Regions from separate parts of the Mus musculus genome. Here all the other regions are linked to region 6. Evidence: chromatin contacts called from public promoter capture Hi-C data. All regions are on one chromosome and are shown on one strand. Each heading gives the region's core, a stretch centred on a gene start, on an enhancer-like site or on the middle of the called end of the contact. The rest is flanking DNA. Distances are from core to core; before and after follow the strand shown. Region 1 holds the start of Smarcc2 (SWI/SNF related, matrix associated, actin dependent regulator of chromatin, subfamily c, member 2). Region 2 holds the start of Coq10a (coenzyme Q10A). Region 3 holds the start of Esyt1 (extended synaptotagmin-like protein 1). Region 4 holds the start of Rnf41 (ring finger protein 41). Region 5 holds the start of Rpl41 (ribosomal protein L41). Region 6 holds the start of Os9 (amplified in osteosarcoma). Region 7 holds the start of Cs (citrate synthase).

Region 1 (2,700 bases), core at 186-2,685, 1.3 Mb after region 6:
ATACCTGAGGTTATCTCAGGAAAACTCAAATGAGGGCTAGGGAATGTAGCGAAACAGAATGCTTACCTATCGAACAAATTGAACCCCTGGATTCAGTTCCGAGCCGCAAAGGATCCTGGCATGCTCAGGCACACCTGTAACTCCTAGTACTTGAGAGGTAGAGGCAGGAGGATCAGAAATTTAAAGTCATTCTTGGCTGCAAGGCAAGTTCAAGGGCAGCCTGTGCACATGAGTCCCTGTCTAAATTAAAAAGAAAAATCCAAATGAGAAACGCTTGTTTCTGTGTCTCCAGTCACCAGACTTCAAGGCTCCACTTTTGGTCACAAACTCCAAAGATGCCCTGTTTAGAAATCTTAGGTTTGACTAGCTTTCCCAAACAAAACGACTACTCTTCATTGTTATGAAATGTTACAGAATTCTCAAAAATATCTCAAAGTGCCTGGTATCCTAACAGCGAATACAGCGATGCCCAATTTGGTTTGTATGTCACCCTGGTCTAACCTAAAGGAGTAGTGCTGCCTTTTCACTTTCAACCACTCAACTACTGGTTAATAGGAGGGGGGAAAAAAAATACGAAAAACTGCCGTCACGAACAGGATTCGAACCTGTGCGGGGAAACCCCATTGGATTTCGAGTCCAACGCCTTAACCACTCGGCCACCGTGACTCCCAAAACTATGGTTGGCCGCGCGCTTACAGAAAGGGTCCGCACGGGTGACTGGGTGCGAGCGGACCGGTGCAGGGTCGCGGCCCGAGGCTCGTACCCAGAGCCGCTCCCTCCCTCGCACCTTCGCGCCACAATGCTTGAACCTGGGTCGAAGAATCGGGGCTCGCCAGCCGACTCCTAAAGCGGAGGCGACTGGCGAGACCCGAAGATCAGAGGGAGGAGACCCCTCACCTGACCCCCCCGGGTAGCACCAGGGGTGCTGGGTGCACCGGGACGAGGAGCGTCAGGGACACTCGTGGGTTGAAACAGGAATGGTTGGAAGGAACTTATTGGAGCGAAAGAGTTCCACGGGAACGTACGTGCCGGGGGCCACTCGGGGTTACGGGGCGGAGCTGCAGACCCGGGGCTCCCGGCTTCCCCGTGGAGTGGAACAGTAAGCCCCACTGCCGCTGCGAGACCAAGTCGGGGAGGGCTCCGCTGTCCTACAGCCGCGTCCTGCGAGACCCGGGGAAGCAGCCGGGCTGCCGCTGCGGGGAAGTCCGCCGAGCGCGCTCGGGCTCGCCCGCCTCCCACCGCCGCTGCTGCCGGGGTGTCCGCCGAGCGCGCTCGGGCTCGCCCGCCACCGCTACGCAGGGCCGCCGGCAGGGGGCGCTCCGCCGGCCGGGGCCCAGGCGGCGGGAGGCGGCGGTCGTGGCGGCGGGAGGCGGCGGGAGGCGGGCGGAGGAGGAGGCGGGAGCTGAGCTGAGCGGGGCGGGCGGCGGCGGGGCCCGAGCCCGAGAAGATGGCGGTGCGGAAGAAGGACGGCGGCCCCAACGTGAAGTACTACGAGGCCGCGGACACCGTGACCCAGTTCGACAACGTGCGGCTCTGGCTCGGCAAGAACTACAAGAAGGTACGCGGGCAGCGCCGCGCGGGGACAAAGGGCCCCTGGCCGCCGCTCCCGGGGCCGGCCCACCCTGCGGCGGCCGCCGCGCCCCTCCCCGAGGCCTCCCCGCGCCTCCCGCCCGCCCGCCCGCGCCCCTCCCCCACCCCTCCCCCACCGTGCCCTCTGCCCCGGTGCAGCGCAGCGGCGTTGGCGGGGGCGGCGGCGGCTCCGGGCGGCGGCCCGGGCCCGGCAGCCCTCGCCCTCCAGGCTGACCGGTGCCGCCGCGCGCCTCCTCCCCTCCGGTGTGCGAGCCGCGGGGCCCCCGCCGGAGCCCCGCGCCGAGCCAGACGCCAGAGCGGCCCAGGCCTCCCCGGTGGTGCTTTGTGTACGTCCTGAGACAGATGGCAGAGCAGGAGGGTAGACGGGCGCGGAGCAGGCCGTTGAAAAGCGTCTCTACCTGGGGAAATCACCTGTCTCCCAGGGTTACCCTAGTCTCCTTCTAAAGGGCTGCAAACCTCTCAGGGGACAGGACATGGCAGTCTAGGGCAGCAGCCCCTCCAACCCTCCTTTCATAATGAAGTCCTCTGCAAGCCAGCCAGCCTGGCATTGCTTTGGGTTTGAGGTCCAGAGGCTCGGATAAGCTTCATATCGCTAGTCCCCACCCCCACCCTGTAACTGGAAATAAGGATGGGGAACAAAAGGGTTCAAGAAGCCCTATCTATCTTTTTTTTTTTTTTTAACCAATTTTTATTCTTGTGTCTTCATGGTGTCTGGGCTTTTTTTCGTTTTTCTTTTTTGTCTTCGATATGGGCTGCTTCCTCACCAACCCCGGCTAAGGGTTCTTTTCCCTTGCTTTGTTTTACAGCCCCCAACTCTTGCTACTCCAGCCTTGCAGCCAGCCTGTCAGAGTACAGTGGACAGCTTCAGAAAGCTCCACTAATTCTGGTTTGAGTTTAGCCCTGAAACCATTTGGGGTCTCTCTGTTGGGTGTCAGACTCTTGACAAACAGCTGTTGGGTCTGTGACTTGTGTGCACCCTCAGCGTGAGGCTCTGGTTCCCAGTTTTCTGCCTTTGACCTTTTAAAGGGAGATCGGTCTAGGGTCTTGGTGTGAAGCCCCGAAGGCTTTGACAGCTGTGACCTGCTTCAGCTTTCAAGTGCTTAACTCTTT
Region 2 (2,700 bases), core at 84-2,583, 1.2 Mb after region 6:
AGGTGGAGGCAAGATATAAGTTCAAAGTCTTCTTGACTGTATATCAAGTTCAAGGCCAACCCTAGGCTATGTGAGAGCCTGTCTCAAAATGTGTGTGTGTGAGATACCTATGATGCAGCTCTGGCTATGTAGTCCGTGGAAGCTTCAAGCTTAGATTACAGGCTGTACTACCTAGTCGGTTACCTTTCTATGATGTAACACAATTCTAGACTAATACACGTGCAGAACAACTAAGGTGGGAAATTTAGGTTGAAAGGCTGGCAGCGAAAACGTTGCTGGGGAGACAAGTGGCCCAATATGAATCTTACCCACTACTGGTACATGGTTATTTATTTGAAGGGGAAAAAAAGGAATGCTCACCCCATGATCCTACGCTCCGAGTAAGCCTTTCGCTTGTTGGTAAAGGGGGCAGCAAAGCCCATGAAGGAACGACTATGAGGTAGGCCAGCCTCCGCTGCCAAGGCCTGGGCAGCGCGAGGCAAGAAGAGATTACAGGAAATCAGAAACCTAGCGCCAAAAAGAAAGGAGAGGCAGCGTCACGATTCTTTTTTTGTATTCAACCACTTCAGGTGAAGGGGAAGAGGGATGCATCACAGAGGAAGGTCGTTGGTTCGGGCAAGCTTTTCTGCCCCTAGCACCTGCTGCAGCTAGCTGGGCTGGCTGGCCAGGCAGTCACGAGTGCGAAAGGTCGAGGGCGGCTGAGGACAGGGCCAGGGGTGGGGATGGGAAAAAGAAGGGCACGTCCTAAGTGCCAGCTGCCTTTGAGGCAACACTACTGCTGCAAGCAAACTGAAGCATCTCTGACGCCAGGGTCAGGCCAGGCACATCAAAGCCAGAACGCCGGCGAAGGCCAAGAAGTGGCTGGCACGCACCCGCCCCGAGCATCTAGCTTGTACGCGTATCTCCAGAACTCCATTCGAACTCCCAGGGCACCACCAATGCCAGCCCTTCTCCGGCCTGCCGTCTAAGGGCTGCCACCCTCCACCGCTGAACTTCGGGGTGCCGGGCGACCCCCTCCGGTCCTGCGCGGACGTCTGTGCCTGCCTCTCACCTCATTGGACGCGGCGGCCGCGGAGGGCCCGGGGGCGGGGTCGGGACGGAGCGCGCGCCCCGGCAGAGCGAGAAGCCGCAGCAGCTCCGGGCGGCCGCGCGCGTCGGGGCCGGGAGCCTCCGCGCGCCCGCAGAGGCCATGCGCGCGCCCCTGCCTGGCACTCCCGGCGGCGGCGAGCTGTAGGGGAGGCCGGGCAGGAAGGGCGGCGCGAGCTCCGGCTGCCTTCGCCCTGCTCCGGCCCGCGCGCCGGATAGGCTGTCACTGAAGCGGTGACCGCAGCTCTGGGTCCCCTCACGTCACGCCGTTGCCAGGGATCGGGAGGAGGGAGCGCGAGGAAGGAAGGGACAACGCTGCCTGTCGGGAGATGTAGTTTCTTTGACACCTCTGGCGTGAAAGAAAGGGCGCTGGGTGCGTGTCGGAGGAGCTGCAGAGATGGCTCGGGGGAGCGAGATCGCCTGGCACAAACTACTTGGCGAGTCTGTGGTCACAGGACCTGATACGTAGACGCAGAGGCGACGTCGTGGGCGTGTCAACGGCAGATGGCTGTCGATGTCCAGAGGAACGTTTCTCAGAGCCCTTTAGAAGGAGAGGCTCTTTTCATCCTACTGGCCTTTGCAGTGCCTGCTGCCGGTTTATGTCTTTGGAAAAGGATATTAACTTTGCAAGTTCTGGGCTGACTTGTATAATCTCTCCTAGATCTACACGCCCTTCCCCCTTCCTCCCCTTCTCGTTATTCGAGACAAGACAATTCAGGCCTTGAATTTGCAGTGCTCCTTCATGAACGTCCCTAGGAGCAGAATTTCCTCCCTAATATTTATGGAAAGAAGTCTGAGGCAGAAGCAGGAGGGTTGCCACGAGTTCCAGGCCAGCCTGGGCTACCTACCCAGTTTTAGAGTAGCCAGCTCTAAACAAGAAGCAAGCCCTACTGTCAGACCAAACCAAACATAAGACATGGTTTGTTTGTTCTTTGAGACGCCCTCGCTATATAAGCTTGGTTGCCCTGGAACTCTTGGATATCGTCCTGACTCTTAGCTGCTGAGATTACAGACATGCATGCTCTCCAGGAGGGCTTTGGGGTGTCATGATCTTGCTCTGTAACCTGCACTGACCTTGAACTCATATGCACCTTCTTGCTGCCACTTCCCAGTTGCTGGAATTACAGGTGTGAGCTACTACTAGCCAAAATTTACTTTTAGAAAAAAGCACCATCACTGTCGGGGAAAAATGTGTACTCAATGGAGGACGAGACATCACAGGCAGAAAGCCCAAAGGTGAATACTACGTCCCAGGATTCAAGGAAAAAACAAGCGCTCTTGGGAAAAGTATGACCAAAGGAAAAAGAGAGAAGAGAAATAAACTACAAATTAGAAAGAGATTAGCCTAGACGGGTGCAAGAGCAAGCAAAATTCTCCCGACTGTCACAGAGCAAGCTCTGCTTTCCCTACGCTGGGTTAAAGCTCCCCACATTGATTCGAGCTTTGCCTGACAAAGGAAATGTGCTGGCAGGAAGAAGACAGGCAATCAAAGCTACATTGTGATACAAGTCAAATGCTTTACACAAATAAGGTCATAGACTCAGAGTCAAGACGAGGCTAGCCAGATGGCTCAGTGGGTAGGGGTGCTTGCCACCCAGTTTGCTCTGAATTCAA
Region 3 (2,700 bases), core at 17-2,516, 1.4 Mb after region 6:
GGAATGGCAAGTGTGACTGGTGTCTGCCTCTCTCTACCTGTCACCTCTAAGTGAGAAGAGTAGGGAGGGTACCCCAAAGGGGTTGGTAACCCGCTCAGCTTAGCAAGGTCAGAGGGAGGCATCTTTTCAGCCCAGGAGACAGGGTATAGTAATGAGGGCCTGGGTCGGCTGAGCAAACGAGCGAGCGAAGGCTGCTCACAGTCCGGAAAAGGGTGGGGCCGCCCTGGGTACGAGTAAAAAGGAGCAGCGGGAACTACAGCTGCCGCACTACCCTCTTCCCAGAACCTCCTCCTCCCTTAGCCCAGCAGCCCGGCTGGCTTGAGGCTGGAAGGCGACCGCGATAGGTCATTTCCAGGTGCTGGGACTCAGCGGAACAATGCTTGCAGGGCTGGGTCTCAGCGGGTACCTAGAGACAAGGCAGGAAACGGAAAACCCTAATGCCCTGAAGTAGATAAAAAGCCTTGAAAGCGCTAGCAAAGGCGGGGGAACCTCTGAGCCATCGCGGGGTGGGGGGTGGAGGGATCCCCAGAGGCAGCGCGGCAAAGGCGCGAGTGGCACCAGAAGTCAGGAGGAGCGAGCATTCTACACGCTTGGCTGGGAGCGGCAGCTCAGATGTACTGCTGTAGTCCGAGGAGACGGAGGAAGAAGTCCCGATTCCGTGGAAGGATCCGCTCTGCGGCAAGGGTGGGCGGGGAGAGTGGGTGGCCGCGTCCAGGAGTGGTGCGTCCCAGCACACAAGCGCTAACGGGACGATGCAAAGTCTGGGGGCCCGCTGTCCTAGGTGGGGGAGCTGACTTTGTAGGGTGGGAGAGCCCCAAGTTGAGGGGCTAGGAAGAGCTATACTGCACCAAGGGCTGAAGTGGTAACTCACCCAGGCAGGTAGTTCCCGGTGGCTCATATAAAGCGTCTCTGCGGTGATCCGCTCCTCGTCATCCAGCAGCTGCCTCGCTGCCCTCAGGCTCCGTTCTTTCCCATCGCGGACCCGGCGCCAGCCCAAGTACAGGGCGAGGCCGAAAAGCACGAAACCTACGCTAAGACCCGCTGCCCCTGCCAGGTACACCGGCACCAGCACCAACAAGCGGCGCCCGAAGGAAGTCAGCACCGCCAGGGCCTCGCTCGCCGCACCTGGGCCGGCAGGTGGGACCCCGGAGCCCCCGTCCCGCGTGGAGTCCGTGGCAGGGGGCTGCCCTGACGGCTCGGGGCTGGCGCCCTCTTCAGGGGAGTGCTCCATGGGGCAGCTTCTGGGAGTGCCCGCCCGAGCAGCTGCAGGCAGCTCAGTGTCTGGTCCAGCTCCCCCCCAGTAATATATGGTGCTCCCCCCGGGACCTCAAGCCCCGCCCCGCCCCTGCCTGTTGGGGCAGCGCCGCGTAGACTTGGGAAGCTAGAGAGGACTTGGGATGGCAGGGCCTCCGTGATTGGACCAGAGGGTCAAGATGGGAGGGTTGGATGGCGGGAAAAGGGGGGGAAAGAAACCAAAAGACAGTATTTGACTGGTCACGGAGAGAACGGGGCGTAGCGTCCCACTTAAGAGGCGGGAGCAGCTGCTCCTCCCACGTGGGATTGGAGCGCCTGTGGAGTTACGTCATGCAGAGCCGCTACTCTAATTACTGAGTTCAGAGTGAGCTAGAGTTGAGGGTGTATCTCTCCACACGTTCAAATGGTTTGGCAGGGTTTGGTCTGAATCTTAAATATTCTTTGTCAACTTTCCCAGCGTTTGATACTCAGAGAACGTTCGTTTTTGCCTCTAAGAATATTCTTTGAGTTTTTACTGGCTGCCCTTGCGAAACGTTAGGGAAATTAGACCGATTTAGAACGAAAGTCTAGGATGACCGACCCTGTCTAGCGGCCCTGTCTGTGCTGTCCTCAGTCCCCCTATCTTGTCCGTGAAAAGGAACAAGTCAGCGACAGCTGGGGCGTGATGAACATTAGAGTTCTAATACTCCAGTCTTGAAGAAGTGGGGTGAGGGGAGGAGATCGGTAGATAAGTGAGATTTTGTTTCTTTTTAGAATCCAGAGTTAGTCATCTCTATCATAGAGGGCCGATTAAGATTATAGTCAGGGAGGGGCGGTGTTCAACGGCAGCAGTAATTATTACATTTTGCAATAGTTTCCTGATGCTGACCAAAATCAGGTCGGGGAGGAAAAGGTCTGTTTGACTTACACTTCCATATCATAGTCCATCATTGAAGGGAGTCCAGGCAGGAACTGAAACCGGGCTGGAACCTGGAGGCAAGAGCTGATGCAGAGGCCATGGGGGGCGGGGGACGGGGTGCTGCTCACTGGCTTGCTAAACCGGCTTTCTTTCTTTCTTTCTTTCTTTCTTTCTTTCTTTAAGATTTATTTATTATATGTAAGTACACTGTAGCTGTCTTCAGACACCCCAGAAGAGGGAGTCAGATCTTGTTACGGATGGTTGTGAGCCACCATGTGGTTGCTGGGATTTGAACTCCGGACCTTCGGAAGAGCAGTCGGGTGCTCTTACCCACTGAGCCATCTCACCAGCCCCCGGCTTTCTTATAGAACCTAGGACCAGCAGCCCAGGGATGGCCCCCGCCAACCATGGGCTGGGCCCTTCCCTATCAATTAAGGAAATGTTCTACATAGAGGTTTGCCTACAGATCTTATGGAGGCTTCGTCTCAATCAACGTTCCTTCCTCTCAGACGACCCTAGACTATGTCAAGTTGATATAAAACTAGCCA
Region 4 (2,700 bases), core at 147-2,646, 1.3 Mb after region 6:
GGGGGGCGGAGGGAAGGAGTTTGAGACAGGGTTTCTCTGTGTAGCCCTGGCTGTCCTGGAACTCACTCTGTAGACCAGCCTGGCCTCCAACTTAAAAATCCACCTGCCTCTGCCTCCCAAGTACTGGGATAAAGGCGTGCGCCACCACTGCCCATTTTACACATGAAAATGGAAAGTTAGTTAAAAGCCAGTACCTTGGACATGGCAGGAGCTTACACATCATCTTTAATGTACCGAACGGTTCGGCTCAGGGCTCTGGGACAAGCAGCATTTTCGCCATAGAAAGATAATACGCAGATTCACTCTCCTTTGAAAGACGTTGAACCCGGAACATAAAAAGCAAGCCTCAAGCCAGGTGGACACTGGGGAGGCAAGAGGTAGGCGGATCTCTTGAGTTTAAGGCCAGCCTATCCTACATAGTGAATTCCAGGACAGCCAGGGCAACAAAGAGAAACCCTGACTAGGGGAGAGGGAGGGGAGGGAAGCAAGTTTGACTTGGTTCACAAAGGCACATCCGATTCCTGTTTCCTTATTTTATTGTATCTCAGAGACACCTAGAAGCTTAAGTTTCCTCTGGTACTCGTCATATTGTCTTCAAAGGAAGCAGCTAGCTCTGTATTCTCACGAATAAGCTAGTTACATATGTACTAATGTGAATTGCCCTTTAAAAAAGAGAGTATCTACAACAAATACTATTTGACACCAGATTAGCCTAAGAGGTAATGTAATTGCATTCCTTGTCTTGCTTCCCCGCTTACCTAACACAGAGCGCTTTAAACTCCACCACGACTCTCCTCGGGTTCTCTCCCACCCATTTCCCCTAACCACAGTGTTGCAGCCTTAGGAAATCAAATCCATTAATGTTTCGGGCGGTCTGAGTTTTTGAAGAGCCATCAGGAATACTACAAGAGTGTGTGGCTGGGAGGTGGACGACCCCTGCAGCACCCTAGATCAAAGCTTTGCGGTGAGACACTCCCTCCCTCTCCATCCTGCGGCCTCCTAAGTTAACAGCAGCATCCATCCCCATGACTGTGAGTCACAGGTCGGGAGGCTCCGGGATGCTGACCACAGCTCTGGAAACTGAAGGGCTGGGAGGACAGCAGGCCACGCTGCAGACCAGCTGCCCCGCGGCGACCTCGTCCCAGCGCTGCACCAGGTCTGGCACCCGAGCCGTGCACCACCCAGCACCAAGTAACTCTGCAAGGCGGGACACCCAGGGTCGCCCCGGAGCTTCACACCTGAAGCACATAGAGCCCTCCCTCCCAAAAGGCTACACTGTCCGTCCTAAGAACTTCCGGCCCAGAGCGGAGGCCCAGCTAGCCCCCGCCTCTCATAGGCCGCTCGCAAGGAGCATCCAGGCGCCGCCGAGTTAAATAGAGAGGCGGGGCTTGGTGACGAGCTTCCGCCCCGTTGCGTAGCAGCAGTGGGCGTGGCTAAGGGCTAACCCGAGACAGCGAGGAGTGGTCGGAACCTTCTTCCCCATCCTTACCTTCCCCTTCCCCTACGGGGAAAGGCTGAGACCGGGCACACAGTGTGCTACGCGGCCGCCGTGTCCTCAGCTGCAGCCAGGCCCCGCGTCCGGAGAAACCAGGCTGCGTTCCGGGTGGTGCGTAATGCGCCTGGGCGAGCTTCTAACCCTGGGGGGTTGGGGGGGAGAGGGGGCGAGGTCCCTGTGGATTGGTGCCTGGGTCCGAAGTGCTGGGGGTAGGGAGGAAGGGTGGAGAGGAGGAGGAAAATGGAGGAAGGGAGCTCAGCTGGGAGGAGTCGGGAGGTGAGCTAGCTGGGGGCTCTGGAGCTTTGGAAGATCCTCTGGAGTAGGGAGAGCCTCGGGAAGTGCGGGAGTGGCCTTGGGCCAGCCTGAGGACCCGGGAGGAGCTGATTGCTGGGGCTGAGGGACAACATGGAGTTTAAATGGCAATGATTGACAGGCCTGGAGGCGAAGGGAACGTTCTGGGGGCTAGCCTTGGCAGGGACCGCGGAACCCAAACCTCCGCCCTCCAAGCGCCATAGCTTGGCTTCTTTCCCATGCCTTGTCTTTGGCAGCCTTGTCTTTCTCTTTTATTCCTTCGCCGCTTCTCTCCCCTCCCGCCTCTCCGTGGAGGACTCTTACATTCCTTACATCTTTGACCCTGAATGATTTGCAGCCCCGCTCTCTGATACGCACGATCCATCCACTCGTTTAATACACTGGAAAGCCCACCCCAGTCCAGGAGGCAGGGCATTTGTGGGGTAGAGAGTGAGGGGGGGTGGGAGTAGGGGCAGGAGAAAGACCTGAAAAAGCAGGATGAGGGTGTTTTGGATTGGTACACTAACTTCATTTCATGAAACTTCATTTCAACTGGTAGCAAATGTGATGGTTACCAAGGCCACTGTTCTTGGGAGATTGACCTATGAGAATCTTGGCAGCTACTTCTTATACAGTAGTTTTAACTACTGTAGCAGGATGGGTGGCTACTAGTGTTCCCCCAAGAAAGAGTGGGATTGGATAGTGCCAAGGGAGGGTGAGGGGTGCATTTGTTATGCAGTGTCTTCAGTAAACCTTGTGGCAGGGCCTACTTCCCAGTGATTGAAAAGAAGGAACAAGCATTTTCAAGCATTTCCTCTGGTTCTCACTGTGAGTTTATTTTGCCATTCTGTTGCAACAAGTAATACAGCAGTCTTACACGTGCACTCAGAGTTTATCTCATTTGATTTGCAGGA
Region 5 (2,700 bases), core at 61-2,560, 1.4 Mb after region 6:
GAAGCTCCCAACAAGCCTTGCGCATCACCATGGTAACAGGACTCCGCCGGACCCGGAACTCCGCTCAGCGTCAGGTTCTACGCAGTGGTACCCCCAAAACGTAGGAGTGGCGCTGTGAACGCACCAACTCTGTAACTTAACCTCGGGCGCACACTCAACCGGCTCCAGCCAGATCAAACACCCAAACTATGTCGCCTATACAGAAACACACTCGAGTCCCCACCCCAAGGAACCGCAAAAAAACACGTAACAGCAGTTTGATTCTTCAGCTGACTGCAAGAGGGTTTATTGTACACGAGCTACACTTGGCCACAAGAGAACAGAGCTAGTCCAGAGTGCCGGGGGTCCAGGGCAGAGGGACTGTTTTGGTTGTAAGAAAGGCGGTCATTTCTCCAGGCGATCGCGGCGAGGTGACGTTCCAGGTCTACTGAGACTCATTACCGATGGCAGCACACAGTCCGATAGCTTGTCCCGGCCCTCAGCATCCCTCACTTCTGCTCCTGCAGGCGTCGTAGGTGCACGGGCTGGCTTACTTGGACCTCTGCCTCATCTTTCTTCTCTTGCGCTTCAGCCTGGAATGGAAGGCACACAAACCTGAGTTTTTTTTTTTTCCTTTGCACATCTATCAATACGTACACTTAGTGCACGAGTACAAGAGACGATGAGATTAACAAGCACCAGCTCTGCTGTACTGGGCGGCGACTCCTGCTTCCTTCCCGCCAGATATTTTCTTCCAACCAAATATCCCACACCGAGCTTGCCCCCACTGCCCCAAGGTAGTCTTGAAAAATTAAACGTACCTGCGCATTCTCTTCTTCCGCCACTAAAAAAACCCGATCATGTGAGGAGACAAAAAAGAATGTTAGAGACAGGCTTGTGCAAGGCCATGAAACTGCTCAGAACACAGGGCTTGACAAAGGACACCGGTTCAGTTTTAGAGCCGAATCCCTCATTTTCCCACCCCATCTTTTCTTCAGCAAGAATTTTAAGCCTCTCCCTGACTGCGAACACCCGAGGCAAACCGTCTGGAAGCCCGCAGAGGAACCATGGCGGGGACTAGGTGCCCGATTCACCACCTAAGAGCCGCTCACCTTCGCTCTCATGGCGCAGGAGTCTCTAGAGAGAAAGAGGGAAAAATGCCGTTAGCCCGCTGTGATGATAGTGAATGTGGAGGTCGGATGTTAACGGATTGCACTGGAAACCCGAACGCCAGAAAACCCCGCGACTAACCAAGGAAGATGGCGCTAAGACCGAGAGGGCGGAGAGGGAGGCCTACTGCTATTTAATGGCGTGCTCGGTGTCGTCACTTCCGAGCCGGCCCGTGTGTCGTCCCTTAGGGCGGGGCTGCTCGAGACAGCGACTTCCGGCTGCCTTACTAGAGTGCGTGTTATCAAGCCCCACCTTTCCGTCTATTTTAAGGATATTGTATTATTTCAACACCAGCACCTGTTTCCAGTATGGGACTGAGAAAAAATAGGCGGGGAAAAAAAAAAAAAAACCACTCCGTCTTCTCCCTCGTTGCTTCATGGGAGTTGTAGTTTCTTGGTAAACACTTCCATTTACTACTATTAATAGGTGTGGCTTGTAGTAAAAATTACTAGTTTTGCCCTGGCTTGATGACGCACGCCTTTATTACCAACTCCTGGGAGGCAGATGGATCTTTTTTTTTTTTTAAGTAAAAAAAAAAAAATGTCTTTAATCAGAAAGGATTTCTATTTCCTCACCACAAATACATTAAAGTAAAAAAAAAAAAAAAAAAAAAAAAAACACACACACACACACATAAAACATACATTTATACAAATTGGGAATCAGGGAAAAGTAGCAGAGCCTGGGTTAGGGCTGAGGATCCAGAGCAACTGGGGGATAGCTAATCATCTGTGGCTCTGGGTGTCCTTTAGTCATCTGTCTGTGGTAGGCAAGACAGGCGGACAAAGGATGCAACTCCAGTCTGATGGCAGTGTTACTGGCAAACTGTGGCAACGAGGCTCCTCGCCAGGCAATTTCTTCAGATCACCAGAGACGACAGGAGACAGTAGAGTTGGTGGGACCGGAGTGCCCGGGGCAGAATGGGTGAAGGGCTGTCCTCCTTTCTGGAGGACAAGGATGACACCAATGCTGGCTCCAGTGCCTATGGGGCTGTGGCCAGATGGAGCCTTGGGAACTGAGGGGAGGGTTACAAATTGGAGTGCTATGAATCCAAGTGAGGTTCATAGCTGGCCATCCTGTGAGATGCCAAGGATGCTTTGGTTTCAAAACTAAATGTCCCAGCTGTGTTTGGCCCATCTTCTCTAGGAGAGGTGCAGGAAAAGCAGCCCCCGGGTCACTGTGGTGACTGGAAAAGTGCTTGCTTATCTGGTGCCTGCTACTTCCTGAGGATGATTTCTGGGCAGCTATGTGAGGAAACCAAGTCTTTAACATCCCTTCCACCTGCAGCAAGGTTCCTAGATAACGTTCTCCCATCTGAGGCTTCTGTAAAACACCCACTATGCGCTGGATCCGGTCCATGGCCACACTCTGTTGGAAGCTACTTAATCCTCTGTCAAAGCGACCCATCTTGAGTCCATTCAGTAGGTCTGTGAGGGGCCCTATGAACCCTTGGAGTTCTTTACACTTTTGAGCAAAGAGCAGATCTCCCTCTGTAGTACATCCTTGGGTGTTCAGACTCATCTCCAGTTCACCGTCTCTTGATCTCTTGAC
Region 6 (2,700 bases), core at 172-2,671:
CGAGATATATAACCTGTCATTTAGTTCTCACCTCCCTTTTTCTCTCCCCTCCCGCATTCTCGACTCTGTGAGAAGGGACAGCTGTTTTCTTTTCGTGGCTGGAGACGCACATCTAAAGTATAACTGATCCCCACCCATGCCCTTTCTTCTTCTTTTCTTCTTCTCTTCTTTCTTCTTCTTTCTTCTTTCTTCTCAGACAGGGCTATGATGCTCTGTGACCCACCTGGGATCACAGGCATAAATCATTCCCTGCCCTCCATAAAGATAAGAAATCATGGTATCCTTGAAGCACTTGGATGAGGACTCCCACAGGTTCAAGTATTCACTGAACTTCGTGGAATACAATGGCATCCTGAGGTAATGAGCAATAGGAGCAGGAGGTGACTTTACAGGTAGGCTCCAGCTCTTCTGGTCCCACCACCGTCCTTCTGATGTTGGTTTAACCTATTTTGAGATCTTCTATCTTAACCTTTCCCTACATTCAGCAGAGTCTTTGCTTTGCACGCCCCCACCCCACCCCCCACGCTCCCCCCCCCCCAAACATATCTAGTACACCAATGGCCCTTTAACTCCCACTGGCCTCCATTCCGGTTCCCAAGCCTTCCCTCCGCCCACCCCAGTTCCTTTCACCTTCAGCAAACAAGGGGCATCTCTCATTGGGCTCAACAATTCAGGGATCCCGGGCCCCTGGTAAGCAGGCGTCTCCTCCTCTCTTTCACGTTGGAAGTGAATAGCTCCAGCTGGTAGGCGGCACTCATAGCGCTGTTTGTACTTTGAAGACACAACCACCACGTCTGAAGCTTGGCTCTGGGAAAGAAGGGTCGGGAAGAGGGGCAGGGAGGCAGAGGCTGGGACCAAGAACAACGAGATCCCTCTTCAGACCCTGGGGACGTGCCCAGTGGAAGAGAGAATAAGCCACAAGTCCTCCAGCTGCCCCGGCTGAGCGGAGGAGAGGGCGTTCTCGCTTCCCCACCCGGCGGGGTCCCAGTGATTTCACTACGACCTGGGGAACTAAGGTCTACAGTGGGGAGCCCTACCCCTGTCGGTGCCTGGTCTCCGAGGATGGGTCTGCCTGCCATTCCCAGCAGGACCGCAGGAACACCACCATCCCTTCTCCATTCCCCCATTCTCCCGAGCCCGGTGCGCAGTTGCCCTTCCTCCTCCACCGTGCGCCCCTTCCTCTTGCACAGGACCCTCACCTCGCCCCACACCCCTTACCTGCCCTCCCATGACAGGCAACGGCAAGATCTGGATGCCATAACGCATCTCACTCAGCTCCTCCAAATTCAGGCTCCCGACACCGCCCGTCAGACGCGCAGGTAACAGGAGCCCTAGAAATAGCAATCCCAACAGACTGGACAGCAGCACCTCCGCCGCCATCTTCCGCTCCGTCTCTGCTAGAGATGTCCCTTCCGCCCCAAACCTGGCAGCGGCCTCACCCGCCCATTAGCGCCCCAAGCTTTCATTGGCTGTCCGGGAGCTCTCTCTTACGTAACGCATCCTCATTTGTAAACGTGGCGTCAAAGCCTCCAGGGAGGCGGGTCGCATTGTTAGTAAAAATCAATAGCTGTTTCTGATTGGCCAAGAGCAACAACCAATCATCGGCGAGATTGGGCCCCTCCCCTCCTCGCTCCTTAATCCTGAGGTGTGGTATGTGGCTGTGTTCTTTTGCCTGTTGTCTCATCCCCAGCTGTCGGAAATAAACCTTCTTACTATTTTTCATATATTTCTTGCAATGTATGGCATCTCCATCGGGCAGAATATTGAAGCGGATGGTGAGTGCGGGGGATATTTTTGGAAGTTACTTAATATCTTTTCAAAATATACTATACAGAAGCATGCTTCTTCATAAAAATATACATATATCGCACAGATATTTATGTATGTACATATATAATTATGTACATATTTACATTTATATACACACAAATATACATGTACATATTTTTATATACACATATATGATAATATATTACCAACAACCAAATAATCTGTGTCAAAACCTGAATTTGCCCTCCAATAAAATTATTTTAAGAAGGAGAGTGTGGTAGTGCATGCCTGTAATCCCGACACTCATGACACAGAGGCAGGAGGCTCAATAATTCAAGGTCATCCTCTTCCATATTGTGAGTTTGAGACCAGCCTTCGATATTTGAGTCACACTCTCAAATACACACAGACACTGGCTTAGCAGGGTTCAAGCTGCATCACAGTTGGTGTACACACCTGGAATCCAAGCAGTCATCCTTGGCTACATAGAGTTGGGTTCAAGCCTGGAATACATAAGACTCTGTCTCAAAAGAAGAAGAAATAATAATGGAGCCAACAGTGGAGGTAGATGCCTATAATTATAAGCTGAGGCAAAAAGATGAACAGTAGGAGCCAGCCCAGCTTATGAATAGCAATCTTTGAGGAGGAGGAGGAGGAGGAGGAGGAGGAGACAAGGAGGAGGAAGGCAGGGGAGAGGAGAAGGAAGAACTAAAAATAAGGGCCTTCTGGTTAAAGTTGGGCTGGGTCTTGGGTATGTGGGTAAAGTGTCTGTTTGTCCAGACTGTAAGGGAAAACCTGTAAAAACAAAAGGGAAATGAAGCTGGAAACAGACGGTAACTGAATTAGCAACCCTGAGAATATCAATTCCTAGACAACGGCAAACGAGAGACATTATATACCATTGGAAAATTTCTGCGGGGAAGCTCACCA
Region 7 (2,700 bases), core at 105-2,604, 1.2 Mb after region 6:
ACCAGGTCAGACTATTCTGGGGTTATGAGGAAACCCCATGTGAGATGCTAAATTGGGAGCCAATATTGATCAGTGAAGCTTTGAAGTCCCCGGGGAGGTGGTCTAAGGTTATTGCTTCTCAAGAGGCGCAGCTTCTCTTGATAAAGTTCTCTCATAAGAACTACCTGACTTCCAAGCTAGAACAACACTACTGGGCAGATATGAATATGTATATGAGAAAACTTGAGGAAATAGGGGTTTTCTTTCTCTTTTCCAAGTCTAAGCCACAAACTACATCCTCTATAAACAAGGACTATCTGAACTTGGCTTACATGGATACTGAGACCTCTGCACTTTGTTACTGTCATGTGGTGAGATAAAAGGATTGTACATTTGAGGCTTGGTGGTTACAGATAAGGTGCTCTGATCATTGGGTCAGCTTCTCTCCACCCTTAGGCCAATTTCACAGTAGGCACAGGAAAGTACAGAAGTTCTGAGGTGTTCTACCCCGGGGCATTTAAGAGTGATGTGTAAGATCATTAAATCCTTGTGTCATTCACTGCAATGTTTTCTGAGGGAGAAATAAGAGAGAGAGCCAAGTAGGATAAACGTCCTCGAGTCCTTTGGAAATACTGTGAATGATGGGACGAAAAGAGAGTGTCTAACACCTGATCTTGAGTGGAGAGTTGCAGCTCCTGATCCTGTGTCTGAGGTGGGCTGGCTCTATGGGGTTTTATGATATGGGGTTTTATGAAGAATGTCAGAATCATAAGGCCCAGGACCCAAAGACTGAAAGGTTCCTTCATATTAAGGGGGCTTTTGTAAGACTTAGACTCCATATAGTTCACAAACATCACTAAACATTCAGGCTTCTGGTTTTGCTCTTCTCCACATAACGGGGTCAGTATCTGTAATTTCAAGATTTCTTCTGTTCACAAATGACCATCAAGCAACTAACTCTGGCATCATAGCGGGCTTTCTGCGTGATGTCACCTCCACGGCCATGAAGTCATTAACCAAAGACATTCTTTAAGAAAGCATGCCAAGCAGGTAGAGGAAGTGCAATGGTCAGTTGCAGTGTTCAGTGACCTTCAAACGTCGCGTGCTGGAGCTTTATCTTCAGCATTCTCCGGAGAACCCGAAATGTGTTAAGGGCAAAGGGAAAAGCCAAAGAAGGAAGTTAACTGAGTTCTCAGGCACATCCTTAGACACCTACAATCCCTTTCCCACCCACTCCTAATTAGCCTAATCCGTACGGTCCAATCCTCCCCGCGATAACATCTGTCAAAGGCTCAGATCCCGCCCCTCTTCCATTTTGGGCCAATGGTCGAGGCCGGGGTGGGTCGCCGGAGGGGGGCGGGCTCAAGTTTCGGGCAGAGGGCGGGGCCTCGCCGAGGACCCTGGGCTGGGCGCCTGTGCCGGTTTGTCTACCCTTCCCCTCAGCCGCCTCCTTTCAACCTTGTCCGCCGGTTGGCGCGGTCTCCATCACAGCGGCGACCGCTCCTGTTGCAGCTGTAGCTCTCTCCCTTCGGTCCCTTCCCGCCAGGTCCCGGAGTTTCGCCCGCCATGGCTCTACTCACTGCAGCAACCCGGCTCTTGGGAGCCAAGGTGAGCTTAAAGGAGGGAGCGCGCCGTGGCGCGCGGGGTGGGGCTGAGGCGACCGCAGGGCCTCCGGCACCGGCTCTCCCTCCCACACCGGAGCGCAGCCCTCCGCGCCTTAAAGGGGCCCGACCCTGGCGAGCCGCCAACCCTTCCCAGAGCTCCTAGGCCATGTGCTGCGTGCCCTTCCGGCTAAGGTGAACGCTGCCGGCCCCGGCCTGCAGCCCCCGGCGGCCGGGAGGCCCGCCTTCTGTCATATCAAGTATCCAAGGTGCAAGCGAGGGATGCAGGGCCCTGGCTGCAAGGCCAGAGAGCAAAGATGTGGCGTGGTCCCCCGAATTAGGGAGAGAACTGTTGGAGGAGGAGTGGGGGATGTATAAATATGCTCACTTGGTCACTGGGGCTAATTTGGGCTCTGCTTTGTAGGGTGAGTCCTGTCAGGACCTGTTTCTTTCCTCACTGTAATTGAAGCCTGTAAGTGACCCCGCCGTTTTAGTTTTGTTAGGGGACTAGAGCCCCCCAGCTCCTCTTTGTCCTTGGGACTCCTGCACTTAATGTATATAGGAGGAGCTTGAATAGGGTGGGGCATTTCTGTTAAACCTGCTGATTATGTATCACATCAGGCTCTAGGTAGAACCAGAAAGGTTGTTCCTCCAAGCTACAGGCCAATAAATGAAGACAGGCGTGAGGTAGTAACACCAAGGTCACATGACTCAATTCTACTACCTACCAGGAGTACTTCCCCTTATTCCCTGGCGGCCCTTTAATTTGATGGTTTGCCTTTTGAATTCTGAAGTTCAAGTCCAAGTAGGGATAACTCTTAATTTCACGTTATCACTACTTTTTTGCTCAGCATAACTTGGGCCTTTAAACAGAGACCCAGCTATGCTGAGGGAATTTCAGCTCTAACCCAAGTGGGGACAGTCCCACAAATGACCTTGGCTTCTGTTTTAGTTTTAAAGGAACTAATAGGTTTTTCTCATCAGTAGATAGTTTGAAGCAAAGTACACCTGGAGGAAAGAAAAGACTTAGAATGGTATTAACTTTCTGTGTGAGATGCATAGTTGTCAGATGTACCACAAAACTTGTAGGGTTTATCTTGGGGCTTTTCTGTGTCTGGCA

The links. Promoter capture Hi-C pulls out the DNA fragments that hold promoters and counts their contacts. Capture Hi-C pulls out chosen DNA fragments and counts their contacts.
Region 1: a contact with region 6 is called in a promoter capture Hi-C map of pre-B cells, with 4 times the contacts expected there. The contact joins the promoter of Smarcc2 here to the promoter of Os9 in region 6. A contact is called at or near these places in 4 of 39 promoter capture datasets (the C10 cell line, hippocampal neurons, liver and 1 more).
Region 2: a contact with region 6 is called in a promoter capture Hi-C map of liver, with 5 times the contacts expected there. The contact joins the promoter of Coq10a here to the promoter of Os9 in region 6. A contact is called at or near these places in 10 of 39 promoter capture datasets (the 3T3-L1 cell line, the HPC-7 cell line, cranial neural crest and 5 more) and 1 of 9 other capture datasets (adipose tissue).
Region 3: a promoter capture Hi-C map of pancreatic islet shows a contact between it and region 6, with 4 times the contacts expected there. The contact joins the promoter of Esyt1 here to the promoter of Os9 in region 6. A contact is called at or near these places in 7 of 39 promoter capture datasets (the C10 cell line, cranial neural crest, frontonasal cranial neural crest and 4 more), 1 of 484 Hi-C or Micro-C datasets (B cells), 1 of 115 datasets of contacts at active chromatin or transcription factors (bone marrow-derived macrophages) and 3 of 9 other capture datasets (adipose tissue, embryonic stem cells and pancreatic islet).
Region 4: a contact with region 6 is called in a promoter capture Hi-C map of liver, with 2.4 times the contacts expected there. The contact joins the promoter of Rnf41 here to the promoter of Os9 in region 6. A contact is called at or near these places in 8 of 39 promoter capture datasets (the C10 cell line, cranial neural crest, embryonic stem cells and 4 more), 1 of 115 datasets of contacts at active chromatin or transcription factors (astrocytes) and 3 of 9 other capture datasets (adipose tissue, liver and pancreatic islet).
Region 5: a contact with region 6 is called in a promoter capture Hi-C map of liver, with 6 times the contacts expected there. The contact joins the promoter of Rpl41 here to the promoter of Os9 in region 6. A contact is called at or near these places in 7 of 39 promoter capture datasets (the C10 cell line, cranial neural crest, hippocampal neurons and 3 more), 6 of 115 datasets of contacts at active chromatin or transcription factors (bone marrow-derived macrophages, embryonic stem cells, kidney and 3 more) and 3 of 9 other capture datasets (adipose tissue, liver and macrophages).
Region 7: a promoter capture Hi-C map of hippocampal neurons shows a contact between it and region 6, with 3 times the contacts expected there. The contact joins the promoter of Cs here to the promoter of Os9 in region 6. A contact is called at or near these places in 7 of 39 promoter capture datasets (the C10 cell line, the HPC-7 cell line, cranial neural crest and 4 more), 1 of 115 datasets of contacts at active chromatin or transcription factors (astrocytes) and 1 of 9 other capture datasets (liver).

Annotation. Positions count from the first base shown.
Region 1 is chr10:128,457,880-128,460,579 of GRCm38.p6, forward strand. It overlaps Smarcc2 (SWI/SNF related, matrix associated, actin dependent regulator of chromatin, subfamily c, member 2), which reads left to right and starts at 1,436. Exons shown (of 29, transcript NM_001372395.1): 1 at 1,436-1,558. The coding sequence starts at 1,448. n-TScga2 (a tRNA gene) reads right to left here and starts at 666; the gene lies at 585-666. Mir8105 (microRNA 8105) reads left to right here and starts at 801; the gene lies at 801-889.
Region 2 is chr10:128,367,647-128,370,346 of GRCm38.p6, forward strand. It overlaps Coq10a (coenzyme Q10A), which reads right to left and starts at 1,334. Exons shown (of 5, transcript NM_001374700.1): 1 at 1,052-1,334; 2 at 361-507. The coding sequence starts at 1,191.
Region 3 is chr10:128,524,593-128,527,292 of GRCm38.p6, forward strand. It overlaps Esyt1 (extended synaptotagmin-like protein 1), which reads right to left and starts at 1,267. Exons shown (of 31, transcript NM_011843.2): 1 at 872-1,267. The coding sequence starts at 1,231.
Region 4 is chr10:128,410,220-128,412,919 of GRCm38.p6, forward strand. Rnf41 (ring finger protein 41) reads left to right here and starts at 1,397. Exons shown (of 7, transcript NM_001164237.1): 1 at 1,397-1,606. It also overlaps a transcript of Nabp2 not described here.
Region 5 is chr10:128,547,858-128,550,557 of GRCm38.p6, forward strand. Rpl41 (ribosomal protein L41) reads right to left here and starts at 1,311. Exons shown (of 4, transcript NM_018860.4): 1 at 1,231-1,311; 2 at 1,092-1,116; 3 at 801-823; 4 at 253-572. The coding sequence starts at 1,103. The coding sequence ends at 530. It also overlaps a transcript of Zc3h10 not described here and the pseudogene Gm9176.
Region 6 is chr10:127,119,739-127,122,438 of GRCm38.p6, forward strand. It overlaps Os9 (amplified in osteosarcoma), which reads right to left and starts at 1,422. Exons shown (of 15, transcript NM_001171026.1): 1 at 1,219-1,422; 2 at 631-807. The coding sequence starts at 1,380.
Region 7 is chr10:128,336,373-128,339,072 of GRCm38.p6, forward strand. Cs (citrate synthase) reads left to right here and starts at 1,355. Exons shown (of 11, transcript NM_026444.4): 1 at 1,355-1,587. The coding sequence starts at 1,546. Gm51822 (a long non-coding RNA gene) reads right to left here. Exons shown (of 2, transcript XR_003949053.1): 2 at 767-2,700.